2 separate regions of the Mus musculus genome follow, and region 1 is linked to region 2. Evidence: chromatin contacts called from public HiChIP or PLAC-seq data. All regions are on one chromosome and are shown on one strand. The core of a region is the stretch at or near the end of the contact, and the rest is flanking DNA. Distances in the headings are between cores, read along the strand shown. Region 1 overlaps Arid2 (AT rich interactive domain 2 (ARID, RFX-like)). Region 2 overlaps Ano6 (anoctamin 6).

The links. HiChIP or PLAC-seq counts read pairs in DNA pulled down with a chosen protein or histone mark.
Region 1: an H3K4me3 HiChIP or PLAC-seq map of bone marrow-derived macrophages shows a contact between it and region 2, with 4 times the contacts expected there. The contact joins two enhancer-like sites. A contact is called at or near these places in 5 of 39 promoter capture datasets (the C10 cell line, the HPC-7 cell line, cranial neural crest and 2 more), 1 of 484 Hi-C or Micro-C datasets (nephron progenitors) and 4 of 115 datasets of contacts at active chromatin or transcription factors (acute myeloid leukemia, bone marrow-derived macrophages, embryonic basal ganglia and 1 more).

The regions. Positions count from the first base shown.
Region 1 is chr15:96,324,381-96,330,595 of GRCm38.p6, reverse strand. All of the region lies in intron 3 of Arid2 (AT rich interactive domain 2 (ARID, RFX-like)), which reads right to left. Among named protein-coding and RNA genes, the nearest start is that of Arid2, 40 kb to the right of the region's middle. Within about 2 kb of position 1,640, at least 5 of the 459 cell types and tissues checked have an H3K27ac peak or open chromatin away from gene starts, as enhancers often do. A contact at or near this core is called in bone marrow-derived macrophages, where this site is marked.
Region 2 is chr15:95,820,981-95,826,687 of GRCm38.p6, reverse strand. All of the region lies in intron 1 of Ano6 (anoctamin 6), which reads right to left. Gm17546 (predicted gene, 17546) reads left to right here. Exons shown (of 2, transcript NR_155277.1): 2 at 1,645-2,229. Among named protein-coding and RNA genes, the nearest start is that of Gm17546, 6.2 kb to the left of the region's middle. Within about 2 kb of position 2,242, at least 73 of the 459 cell types and tissues checked have an H3K27ac peak or open chromatin away from gene starts, as enhancers often do. A contact at or near this core is called in bone marrow-derived macrophages, where this site is marked.

The DNA of each region.
Region 1 (6,215 bases), core at 391-2,890, 500 kb before region 2:
GACCAATGCATCACCTTTCCTTTGACCATCAGAAAATCAGCTAACAGATTATTCCCTCCTAAGAAGACCACTCAGTGGCATTCGGAGCACCCCTGTATCTTTGTGCTATTTCCTTGCGCCAAAAGTGAAACTTTTATCTTCATTCAGCAATGACTCCAACCACTGATCTGTTATACCCTCAAGAATTTGTCCTTTTGTTATCTGATATAAATACCAACCCCTTTTCTGTGTGTGTATGTGTGTGTGTGTGTGTGGTACTTAGCTTCTTTTACTTAGCATATGAGGTTTGTACATTCTGTTTTATGACAGAATGGTCCTACTATATGTACATAGCACATTTTGCTTATTCGTTCTTAAGCTGATGAGCATATGAGTCAATGCTACCTTTTGGCTACTGCTGAACAGTCTGCTTAGTATCAATTTTCAATTCTTTTGAGTACTATCTAAAAATAGAATTAGTAGGTCACATGGAAATTCTTTTTTGGAAAGCAGTTAAAGAGTATTTTTTAAAATCATATCACTGTTGATGGAAAATAAAATCTGACCAAATAGTACTGATAAAAACATCAGTGTTGCTTCAATCAGACATGGAGAGAGGAAAAGCACCCTCTTGTGAAGAGACCCTTGTGCCCTTGTCATTGTCATCAGACACACACCCCAAAGCTCGGTCAGACTGCATCCAAGACTTTATCTATACGCCTTCTCTTTCCATGCGCCTTCCTCAAGGACTCCGAACAACAGGCAAGATCTGTCCCTTTACTAAGACCCCCAAATGTACTTTCTCTAGGAATGAATTAGAAATAGAAAAGCTGAGTCTAGTATAGACAAAACAAGGACATTTATAAGCATGAATTATGATAATATATACTTACAAAAATTATAAATTTAAGAATTTTATAATATTCTTTCACAGAGCTATATAATATTTGGTATTTTTAAAAGTAGGTTAAAAATGACTTATCTTTTTTTACATTATTGTATTATTTTCTTGGATCTTCACATTAGGGTATTTAAAGACAATAAAATAAAAGACCTAGGTACCAGTAGTTATGTTAGTCTCCCTAACCACTGTGCCAAGGGACATTTACAAGGGATTTACATGTAAATCACAGCCAATACTCTTTCAAGTCTCCTAAGTTAGCAGACAAAAATAATTTCCCCTCATACCACAGAAGAGAAAGGGATTCTGTTGCCTCTTTAAAAACCACGCCAGTGACCCCTCTCGCCTTGTGTGCAGGAGGAAGAGGACAGTGTGGTGGCTTGCTAGGGGGTCAGTGTTCAAGTTCACTGTGAGGTCGGTTACCAAAACCTTTGAATAAGCACAAAACTGAAAATTAAAGAACTTCAAACCTTTCCTTCGTTCAAAGCTAAGGATGTGACAGAGCAGAGTTCAAACGCCTGACCATCTCATCCAGCTCTTGCTCTTTTGCATTTCTCTACAGCTTGCTGCCCTCATCTTAGTTTCCATCATCTCTTGTCCAAATGGAAACCTTTCATAATGAACTTTCCCACACTAATTACCTGTACTAATTATATCTCACAGTAGGCTCATCTCTCAGCTACCTTTTGCACTCACCTGTAGTGCCTTCAGACTTCATGTCCCTCCCTGAGTGCTGAGGGAGCAGGCGAGTCACTGTCCTGCTCTGCTGACTGTGACTCAGTGCTGCTGTCTGCTGAGTGGCAGCCTCTAAGGACACACCAAAGTCCCTGCACACTTCTTCTTTTTTTTTTTTTTAAAGATTTATTTATTTATTTATTATATGTAAGTACACTGTAGCTGTCTTCAGACACTCCAGAAGAGGGGGTCAGATCTTGTTACGGATGGTTGTGAGCCACCATGTGGTTGCTGGGATTTGAACTCCGGACCTTCGGAAGAGCAGTCGGGTGCTCTTACCCACTGAGCCATCTCACCAGCCCCCCTGCACACTTCTGCAATGGCCTTTCTCAGTCATTCAGCTCCACACTCACACACATGTACAGGTACCTCATGTGTTAACACTGTACAGACATGCGGTACTGACAGCTGTGTGCTGTATAACCCACTTTCATATGAATTTAGCAAACATGTACAACGTGTGCTGTTGGTACAGCTCCTTATTCTGTTTACTTGGACCGTAGTATTCTAAGTCATTTTAGACATTTAAGCTACTTCTTGACATTTTAAAAAATAACATAAATAAAACTGTCATAAATATCTATATGCCTACATCTTAGATATTTTCTACAATTTCTTTGGAATAAATTTCCATTCTTTAATTTAAAAAGGAACTTAGTAACCTTTATGTAGACAGAAACTTCCCAATATTTACAAAACAGTGAAGCAGCTCAGAAAGTGCTAAGAAGTTCTGATAGGAATTATTTTAAATGTATAAATTAGGCAAACCAGCTATAATTTAAAATGCTAGGTCGTTACAAAGTGAGTTCAAATCTACCCTGAACTACATAAGGATAAAGGAGGGGGTCAGAAGGAGCTCTCTGAGTGTGAGAGCAGCCTGGTCTAGTCTACATTCAAGTTCAGGCTAGTCAGAGTTACCGAGTGAATCTGGGTCCCAAGAACAGAGGAACTGGGGTGCAGCTCAGTGGCAGAGTTCTGGGCAGGCGAGTGTAAGACCCTGCGTACAAAGGGTGGGAAAGCCAGTGAACCTGAAGGACTCTATAAAAGCACACAGAGATAAAGGAGACAACCTAGGTTTATCAGCACATCCTAACTCTACAGAATGAACTCCCATCTCTATAAATGGATCTACATCATATCTACACCCTGCCCCGCATTGTCCTCTTTTGCTTTCTATTTATGCTAAAACTAGGATTTTTTTTTCTTTTGCATAAAAAGGATTCCGTGGTCAATTAACATAGACAATATACTGCTTCAAAGGCGCCTTTAAATAGGGACTTTTGAATTTCTTAATTCAAACTGTACACAGTGTAAGTCTGTACACAGCGACTCTGACTACAATACAATAGCAGCTTTTTTCACACTCACAGATAAAGTCTCCCTAAAATTCCTGCTCTCCCCCAACTGTGAAATTCTGTGTTTAGAAACAGGAGATCAGAGCAGATCAATTAGCAATAAGCAGAGATAGCCTACAATATTTAATTCCCATCCCAACACAACTGTGATGAGCTTTTTAAATCAATCAAAGGAATAAAAAGGACTCCTCAGAAAAACTGGCTTAGAGCAGCTGAGGTCAATGTCCTTTGTTTAAAGATAAATCTAGTTATACTCTGTGTTGGTAGAGACTGGTGACAATATGATATTTACTTTTTAAATGTGACAATTTATAATTTAAAGGCTTATCTATAGTGAGCAAAGTATTGGCATCTCATGTATTTTTCTTATAAATTTACAAATATTATATAATGTATGGACCAGTCCTTTTCTATGTAACAAGTCCTTCTACAGAAGTAGCACAAGTTAAGCTTTAATGCATTAAGAGATGCAGGTCCTTGAGATTGCATATGCGTGTGCACACATGTGCATGTGTGTATGAGTGTGTAAGCATCTGTGTCCGTCTATGGCATATCAACTATGTAATTCATATGCACCCCCCAAAGGTCCATGTGCTAAAGGAATGTAGGTAAAATGCCGAGCACTTAGCCCCTAACAATAAGGACTTTGAGACTATTTACTAACAAATGCCTAGGCCTATCATAACTTTGTGTTCATTCTCCGACTAGCTTGTAACTTATTGAACCCATTCAAACTACCCAATGTCTTCTGCGTGGTGAGTTATCTCTCCTTTAGTCCTGGCCCCCTTCTTTCTTAGTGTCTTCCTCCATGCCTCTCTGTGACTAGCCCTCATCCCTCCCCAAGGCTCCTACTTCTGTCACTCTTCCTACCCCTCTCCATCTCCTATTCCCTGCCTCAGCTCATTGGCTATTGGCTTTTCTATCAACAGGCAATGCTTATAAGAGATCCTCTCTACAGCATCAGAAGTAGTTGAAACTTTAAGATGTCAGGCCTAGTGGGGAGTCTTATACTGTATCCACCCCTCTGTTTGTGATAACACAATGGCCGCCTAGGTCCTGAGAGAAAGTGAGGTGAACAGTGTGAAACAGCGGCACCGTGACATTACATCAGGCTGCTGTACAAGGGCTCCATGACTACAGAACAGCAAGATCACACAACCTAGTCTGATAATTCAGTGGCTACTCCGTGACTAACACTGTGAATTAATAAGCTAGACAAAGAAACAATTCTTGTCTCAAGTGGGACACTTACAGAACAGCACAAGCTTCATTATGCTACTGAGAATGACCTACAACTTAAAACATATAAATGGCATATTTTACAGAATTTGCCATTTTATCTTTTGAGAGCATGGTTCACAGCAGTTAACTCAAACTGCAGAATGGGACCCACGAACAAGGAGGAAGTCCTGAACTCTCAAGGGCACAAATACCACTGGCTCGAAGGTTGGACGCTATCGGGAAACCCTGCTAATCAAGGGTCGAAGTCTACAACTGTCCAGAGAGCTCTCTTGAGCTTGGTGCAAAATGGAGGACTCCCTTTACAAGCAGGGCTTCTCCTTCCTTTACCTTGGCTGGGGATCATGACTCCCAACCTTCTCTACTTGGGGAAGGGTGAGCAGTCTTTGTCAGATCTCCAAATTCAACTCCCTCTCCCCCATAGCAACCGGCCCAACCAGTACCTGGGATCCCTAGAGTGCCTCTCCACACAAATGAGGTACAAGTCCACCCTGGATAAAGGTATGTGTACAACTGAGACTGAAGTGGAAACTGAAGGGCTCTTTGGAAAGTCGGTTGGATGGTGTTTTGCTGGGGCAAACAGGTGAAGGAACATTTCCTTAAAGTGGACACAGGTGTGAAAGGCTAAGGCAGACATACAAAGCAGACACAGGGGAGATGTTCCACTAAAGCAAGCACGTCAAAGGACTCATGATGAAGGACTCTTTGCTAACAACATGAATGTATTAGCCCACCTTACATTGCGTAGTCGAGCTGCATTTGTCTGGTCTCCACAGACCCTGGCTGATTGGATGTGAGTGCTGAGGCAAGGCACATGGAGGACAGTGATGTTTGGGGGGGTATAAAAAAGACTCCACGGAGTGACAGAGACAGAGCTAGCTGTACAACGCTTGCTTGTGGGTCTTCACTGATCTTCACTTCCTGAGAGTGGCGCAGCCGAGAACTTCTGGTGTTCCTGTTGGTCCCTCCTGCTGACTGGAGCCAAGGCTGAGGCCTGGCTGTCTCTGCTAGCTGTGTCACCCATTGCTAACCTGATTCTACCAAATTAGACTACTGGTGTGTCCATGAAGTGTTTGCAAATGGATCAAGCTGCCAATGCATGCTAACCTGTGAAATGAACTGCGAATTTCCAGACAATACAGACGGGAATTGCTCCAAAGAACCTTTCTAAACAGATCTACTCCCCCCACACCCACCCTGGATTCCTTTCTTTTTCAATACCTCTGGTGGGTGGTGGGTTACAAGAAAGATTAAAGCGTTTAAGAACCATCATTAAAAATAAGATTTAAAAAAAAAACTAAAGGTACACGAGACCTTCTAAGAGCTGCTTCCTTGAAGTCTGCTGGAGCTGTTTCATTAAAGACTGTTGGAGAAGTTCTTCGTATAAGAGATATTAACACTAAGATCCTTCGAGAAGGCGAGTCTGTCTGTCAGTCTGTCTCCCTCTCTTCCTCTCCACACCAGCACTTGCTCCAGGTGGACTAGGATCCTGCCTACTCCGGACTCCACTTCCCCCTTGCAGTCCAGTGTACAGCTGCATCTGGACTCCAGGTGGGAGAAAGCGGAGGATGAAACCACAGCTTGACCCCAATATGCATCCAACAGGACACCATGACTTAAGAAAGAGACTTTTACTTGCATTTCAACTGTCGTATATCACACTGGTTATCAGTGTTCATCTCTTTAACTTTGCTATTGTCTTTGACTTTTACCAAATCATTTAATATAATGTTTCAACTATGGAATTAGTATCAAAATAGTGACCTAAAATAAGGTCAAATGTATCCTTAGATTATACTTTTCCACTGTAGAAAAGTAAGAGGCTTCATATTTTATCAAGTTTTAGGAGTAACCATCCCAGCCTCAGAATTAAAGAGTGCGACTTTGATATTACTCTTTAGGCTTCAAGATTATGCTTTTTGCAAAATTTGACAAATTTGAATTTAGCTGTTTCCTTATCTATTAAATGAATATTACAAAGGCTGGTTGGACAACTCAGTGGATAG
Region 2 (5,707 bases), core at 993-3,492:
CTCTTAAAATCGAAAGCAACTAAATGAGCTGAGCAAGGCGTCCTAGACTACCTTTTCTGTTTTCTGGAAACAGAAACTTTCCAATATAAGAAGCAGCTGAGATACAGAGACCTCTCCGCAGCATATGGGCTGGGGGCCAAAGAGAATGAGAAACGTACACACCAGCGTGACGGGTGACTACTCCAGCCACCAGCCACTAAAGATACACCTTTAACACTGAAAATTAATGCTGTCCTACAGAGAAGCAGGAGACAACATCTACAGTGTCAGGGATTGGAACACAGAGGAAGCAGGAGGGTAGTAATTTTGAGGCCAAACAGAGATACAAAGTGGCACATTGGGGGGGTGGGGGGTGGGGGTGATGACAAGAATTCCTTTAGGGAGAAAACAAAGGCTAACTATGAAATGTGGCCTGAGATTTATACTGACAGATAGCTCACAATTATAATTCGTTATAAAATGAAAAAGCTGAGGCATGCGATTTATAATAATCAACGAATGACTTCATAGATGAAACTTCACGCCAAATTCCCCTCGTTTATAAGCTCCCACAGTCCCTGTGCTGACAGCACCCCAGGACTGACGCTGGCCACTTCCTCCTAGAGTTCTAAAGTCTTGTAGAACACACACCATATTTTTAATACTTTTAACATTATTCCTTTTTACATTTACAAATGTTTTACCTACATTTGTGTCTATGCATCATATGCATGCCAGGTGCCCAAGGAAGCCAGAAGAGGGCATCAGGTCCCTGGAAACTCAGTTGTGAGCCACCATGGGGGTGCTTGGAACCCAACCCAGTTCCCCTACAAGAGCAGCCAGTGAGTGCCCTTCACTGCTGAGCCATCACCTCTCCAGCCCTGACCGACCCCTGGACCGCATTTTGTTTACTCCCTTAGACATAAAGTCTGGCAGTGAACACAAAAAAAGACTCTACTATGTGTTTGCAGGTAAACAGGATACAATAAATGCATGTGACAGAATATTACTCAGCTATTCAGTGTGATTTGTGATATATATTTTATAGGTATAGAATACATAATGAAAAGTTCCAGAAATTAATAACGTTGATGGCTGAATAACTGAGTACACTTAGTGCTAGGGAAAATTAGAAAAAGGTTAAAATGATAAATGTTATGTACATATTACCACAATGAAAGAAATACAGTGAGAGGAAGGACCGTTTGTCAGCAAGGCAAGTGAAAAAGAGTCTATGTCTGAACCGCATAAAGCTACAAACGTCCCTTTGAAAGGGCAGGGAAGCGGCTTGCCGAAGCTTTTCCAGGGCTTGTGTTTGGGAGGCAATGTAGCCGGGTGAGCTTGTCTGTTGCGATTTTCCAGCTTCTTTGTTGCTTGTTTGTTGCAGTTCTCCATGGTTTCCAAATTCTCTAGAACTGCTCACATAATCAACCCTTGCAAATACAAAGGGGTGTGGTATAGCCAGAGCAGGAGATGCCAGGCTTATCACCAGCAGGTTAAATGCGGATCAAAGTCAATTTACCTGGTGGACTATTCATGCAGCCTATCACTGTTGGGTGCTCGCCATCCCTGTGGCAGCCCAAACTCGTGAGTTAAAAGTTTTATCTTTATTATAAGGTAATGTTTTGCTTGCTTTTGTTTTTCTTTTTCTCTCTGGCAAGAAAGCATGCGGCTCAGATCTGTTGCACCACTAGACATGCCTCCGCCAGCCTTAGTGTCACAACTGATGGGCTTGCTCTGGACATACAAGTGACTGACTGGATCGTGAACAGTTGTTCTCAAGAGACAGTGAATGTCTTCAGGACAGGAACCTGGGACAAGATGTGGAGGTGACCTGAAGGAAACACCAGACTCACCATTGTGGAAGATCTAGAAGCAAGGCGATCAGAGTCGCACAAACTCAGGCAGATGCCACACCGAAAGGACTGCCATTATCACACATGCCATGAAAACACTCCCTGTCTTAGTGACCCCACAAGTGGGGACAATCATGCTTCCCTCCTGAATATTTAACAGGATGGAAGGTTCTGAGTCTGCTCTCAACAGGTGATCAATCCATACCATGAGCTTCCGTCCATTTCCTGTTCAAAGTGTCTAATAAAAATCAAACAAACAAACAAACAAACAAAAACCAACAGTGAAATGCTAAAAGTGTTAGTGTTAACAGGCGCGGTGACAGAAGCACAGGAAAATGTACTTTCTCACTGACCCCAGTGAGGACCTTGTAATAAAGTTCACGAGAATTTTCCTACTCTTTGTTCCTCAATAATAGAAAACTATTCATCACTATTTGTCAGTGACCTCATATACCAGAGAAACCATCAAGACGCTTGCATTTCCTTTTTTGATAATCCTCTTTTGAAATCTTGCATTCCTTAACTGCAGTGGGTCCTCAGAGTCCTCAGAAAGGTCTGTTACCCTGACAAGGATGAACACACTACCAGGCTAGCTCCCAAGCTTTGGGGGGAAAAAAAAAACTGATTCTGAGTGACTATGGTGCTCCCAAGAGAACCCAGAGGTCCAGTGTGACCAACAATGGGCACTGTGTCTGTTCCATGACCGTTGATCTACATGCAAACTTGAAGTTACCCACATGTCTTAGGGAGCTGATAGCATCAAACGTTGCATCAGATCAACACCAAACAAAACCCTCCCTGTAGAAAGGCAGCTCCTATCTTTGCTAAGATCAACCTCCTTCCCATAAAAAAACACACTCTGCCTTACTAAGCCATGAATACCAGAGAACAGTCAGCCGTTGGGAATTTCCTTTGTGCACAATAAACTACACAAGCTGAACTCGCTACCTTAGGGCTGGGGAGCTCAAATTCATAAGCATGCATATCAGCAATAAGCCAGGCTTGCCTGATGAAAGAGAAAATACAAACAACTTTGCCGGGGTCCATCACGTTGTAGAACAATGATTGTGAACCTACCTAAGGCTGTGACCCTTCAGTGCAGCTCCTCATGTTAGGGTGTGCCCCAATCGTAAAATTATTTCCATTGCTATTTCACAACTGTAATTTTGCGGCTGTGATGAATTGTAATGTAATTATATGATATGCAGGATATCTGATATGTGACGCCCACAAGGGGTCCTGGCCCACAGGTTGAGAACCGCTGCACTAGAACAAAGGGATGCAGAGGGTTATTCTGCACTGAGGGTGAGGAATCTGCCTGGGCAGGATCTTGAGGGCTGGGTAGTTCAGCATCTCTCTATGGGCTGCTGGGTATGAAGGAATGGGACTGACTCTGCCTCTGAGAGGGTTCAGTTCATGCTGACTCCTTCTTTACTGCTGGAAAACGGGCACCACGGAACCACGCTTGTAATACCTACTTGCCTGCTCTCCTTACCTCGGAACAAAGCATGGGGCACTTCCATTCTCTCTCCAGTCTTTCAAACCCATGTTTCTTGCCCTAGAGAGGTGTCAGAGAAGAACCAAAGAGGCAGAAACCAGCCTGCTAGGAGGATCTGGAAAGAGTATCTGGAGCCAACTTCCAGAGCATGACAGTGACTAGTCCCTGTGGGGTTCTAGCCGGTAAGGGCCTGTCCTGTGGGCGCCAAGGACATCCCTGCCAAGCTCAGCCAGAGTCAAAGCATCTTCAAACCATTTCTGTACTCTGTCGCTGTCCTCATCCATTTAGTGTATGTGTGAGAGTGTATGTGTGTGTGTGTACATGCATGTGTGAGTGTGCACATGCACACTCTCTTGAATTTTTGTTTTTCTTTTGTTTTTGTTTTGTTTTTCAAAAACTATGGCTCTCAGCTTTTCACACATGATCCTTTAGCAGGATCTGATAAAATCCGAAACCCCTTTCCCTAGGGGGAAAAGAAAACCTCAAAAGCAGAAACACGTAGAAAGAATTATCTAGAAGCTCTGAGAATCCCGAACCCCTAAGCCCACCATACATACCAGGAGGAGGAATACTCTGCAGTCTGAACATTTCTGGGTGACTGCCACATGCCAAGCACCAAGAAGAACCCACCTCAAGCTCAGCCCCCCACCTTCTGACTGCCAGCCCATCCTCCCACGACCTGCCTTGGTTCCCTGTAAAACTGCTGGGAACTTATTTATTTATTTATTTATTTATTATATGTAAGTACATTGTAGCTGTCTTCAGCCACACCAGAAGAGGGCATCAGATCTTGTTACAGATGGTTGTGAGCCACCATGTGGTTGCTGGGATTTGAACTCCGGACCTTCGGAAGAGCAGTCGGGTGCTCTTACCCACTGAGCCATCTCACCAGCCCCCATGCTGGGAACTTCTACCTGCCTTTGTGCTATCTGTTCGGGAAACAGATAGTCAGTACTTTGACTATCCTGTCGGACAGAAATAACGCAACACTTACACGCTCCCAAGCCCCTCCTCCAAGAGGCACCACTTCCTTTTCTCCTTCAGTAGCCCCTGTACCAGGGATCCCATGGCACTTCCTACCCTCGAGAAGTCACATGCCCCTTTCCCTCTGTTAGGACTGTCAGCAGCGTGGAGGGCATGCGTGCTCAGCAACTAAATCACGTTCCATTTTCAGCTTCTAGTAAAGTCCCCACTCAGGAGGAAAGCACTCCACTGAGGTAAACAAATATGAATCAGACACTTTTAATATACATGTCCCTAACACTCAACCTGCTGGGACAAGTGATGTCACCATAAACCTTAAAGGAGCCATGGCAACAACCTAGACACAAGGATGGACAGCAAGGGCAGTCAGAAGCCGGCGTGAACGAGGAACATGGTACAAGTCAGAAGGTTTGGGAACCAAGAGTTAAAGAGGGAGCAGGCGAGAAAGAGAATCATGGGATGAAACATACAGGGCGGTGGCTTTATCCTCTGGAAGATGGCTTTGCTCGTTTCTTGTTTTTACTTAGTAAAGTAATGGAAAGAATAAATAAGCAATCTCGACCTCACTGTACGTAGATGAGCACCAGCCTTTCGTCTTTATGTACTTTATAAACATGCACACCTGCACATGTGACGAGTGGTGTTTCTATCTTACTAAAATGTCTTATGTTTGCTATGTACCAGACCCTGTGCTGAATATGAAATCATTTAATGACCACTATTAATCATGATCCTTTTGAAAGATAATTATGGTTTTACCACTGTGAACAGACACCATGACCAAGGCAACTCTTATAAGGACAACATTTAATCGGGGCTGGCTTACAGGTGCAGAGGTTCAGTCCATTATCATCAAGACTGGAACATGGCGGCATCCAGGCAGGCATGGTGCAGGAGGAGCTGAAAGTTCTACATCTTCACCTGAAGGCTGCTACCACAACACTGACTTCCAGGCAGCTAGGATGAGGGTCTTAAAGCCCATGCCCACAGTGACACACCTACTCCAACCATGCCACACCTCCTAAGAGTGCCACTCCCTGAGCCAAGCATACACAAACCATCATAATGGGTGATGCTTGGCACTAAGACCATATAATTCACATGCAGCTGAACCAAGCAGAGTTTAACAGTTTTCATCTCAAAACTCCCTTCCTTCCTTCCTTCCTTCCTTCCTTCCTTCCTTTCTCTTCTTTTCTTTTCTTTCTTTTCTTTCTTTCTTTTTTTTCCCACTTGCTTGATTTATAGAAAAAAATTAATTTATTTTTCCAGTTTTCTGAGAGGTGTCCCTTTGGGATCCTGATTAGCACGCTAATAACCCTGGGACGTGAGCTCTTGCTTACATCATTCTCCCACACAAGTCTGTTCATGTTCTCAGGACAATCTGTCCTTC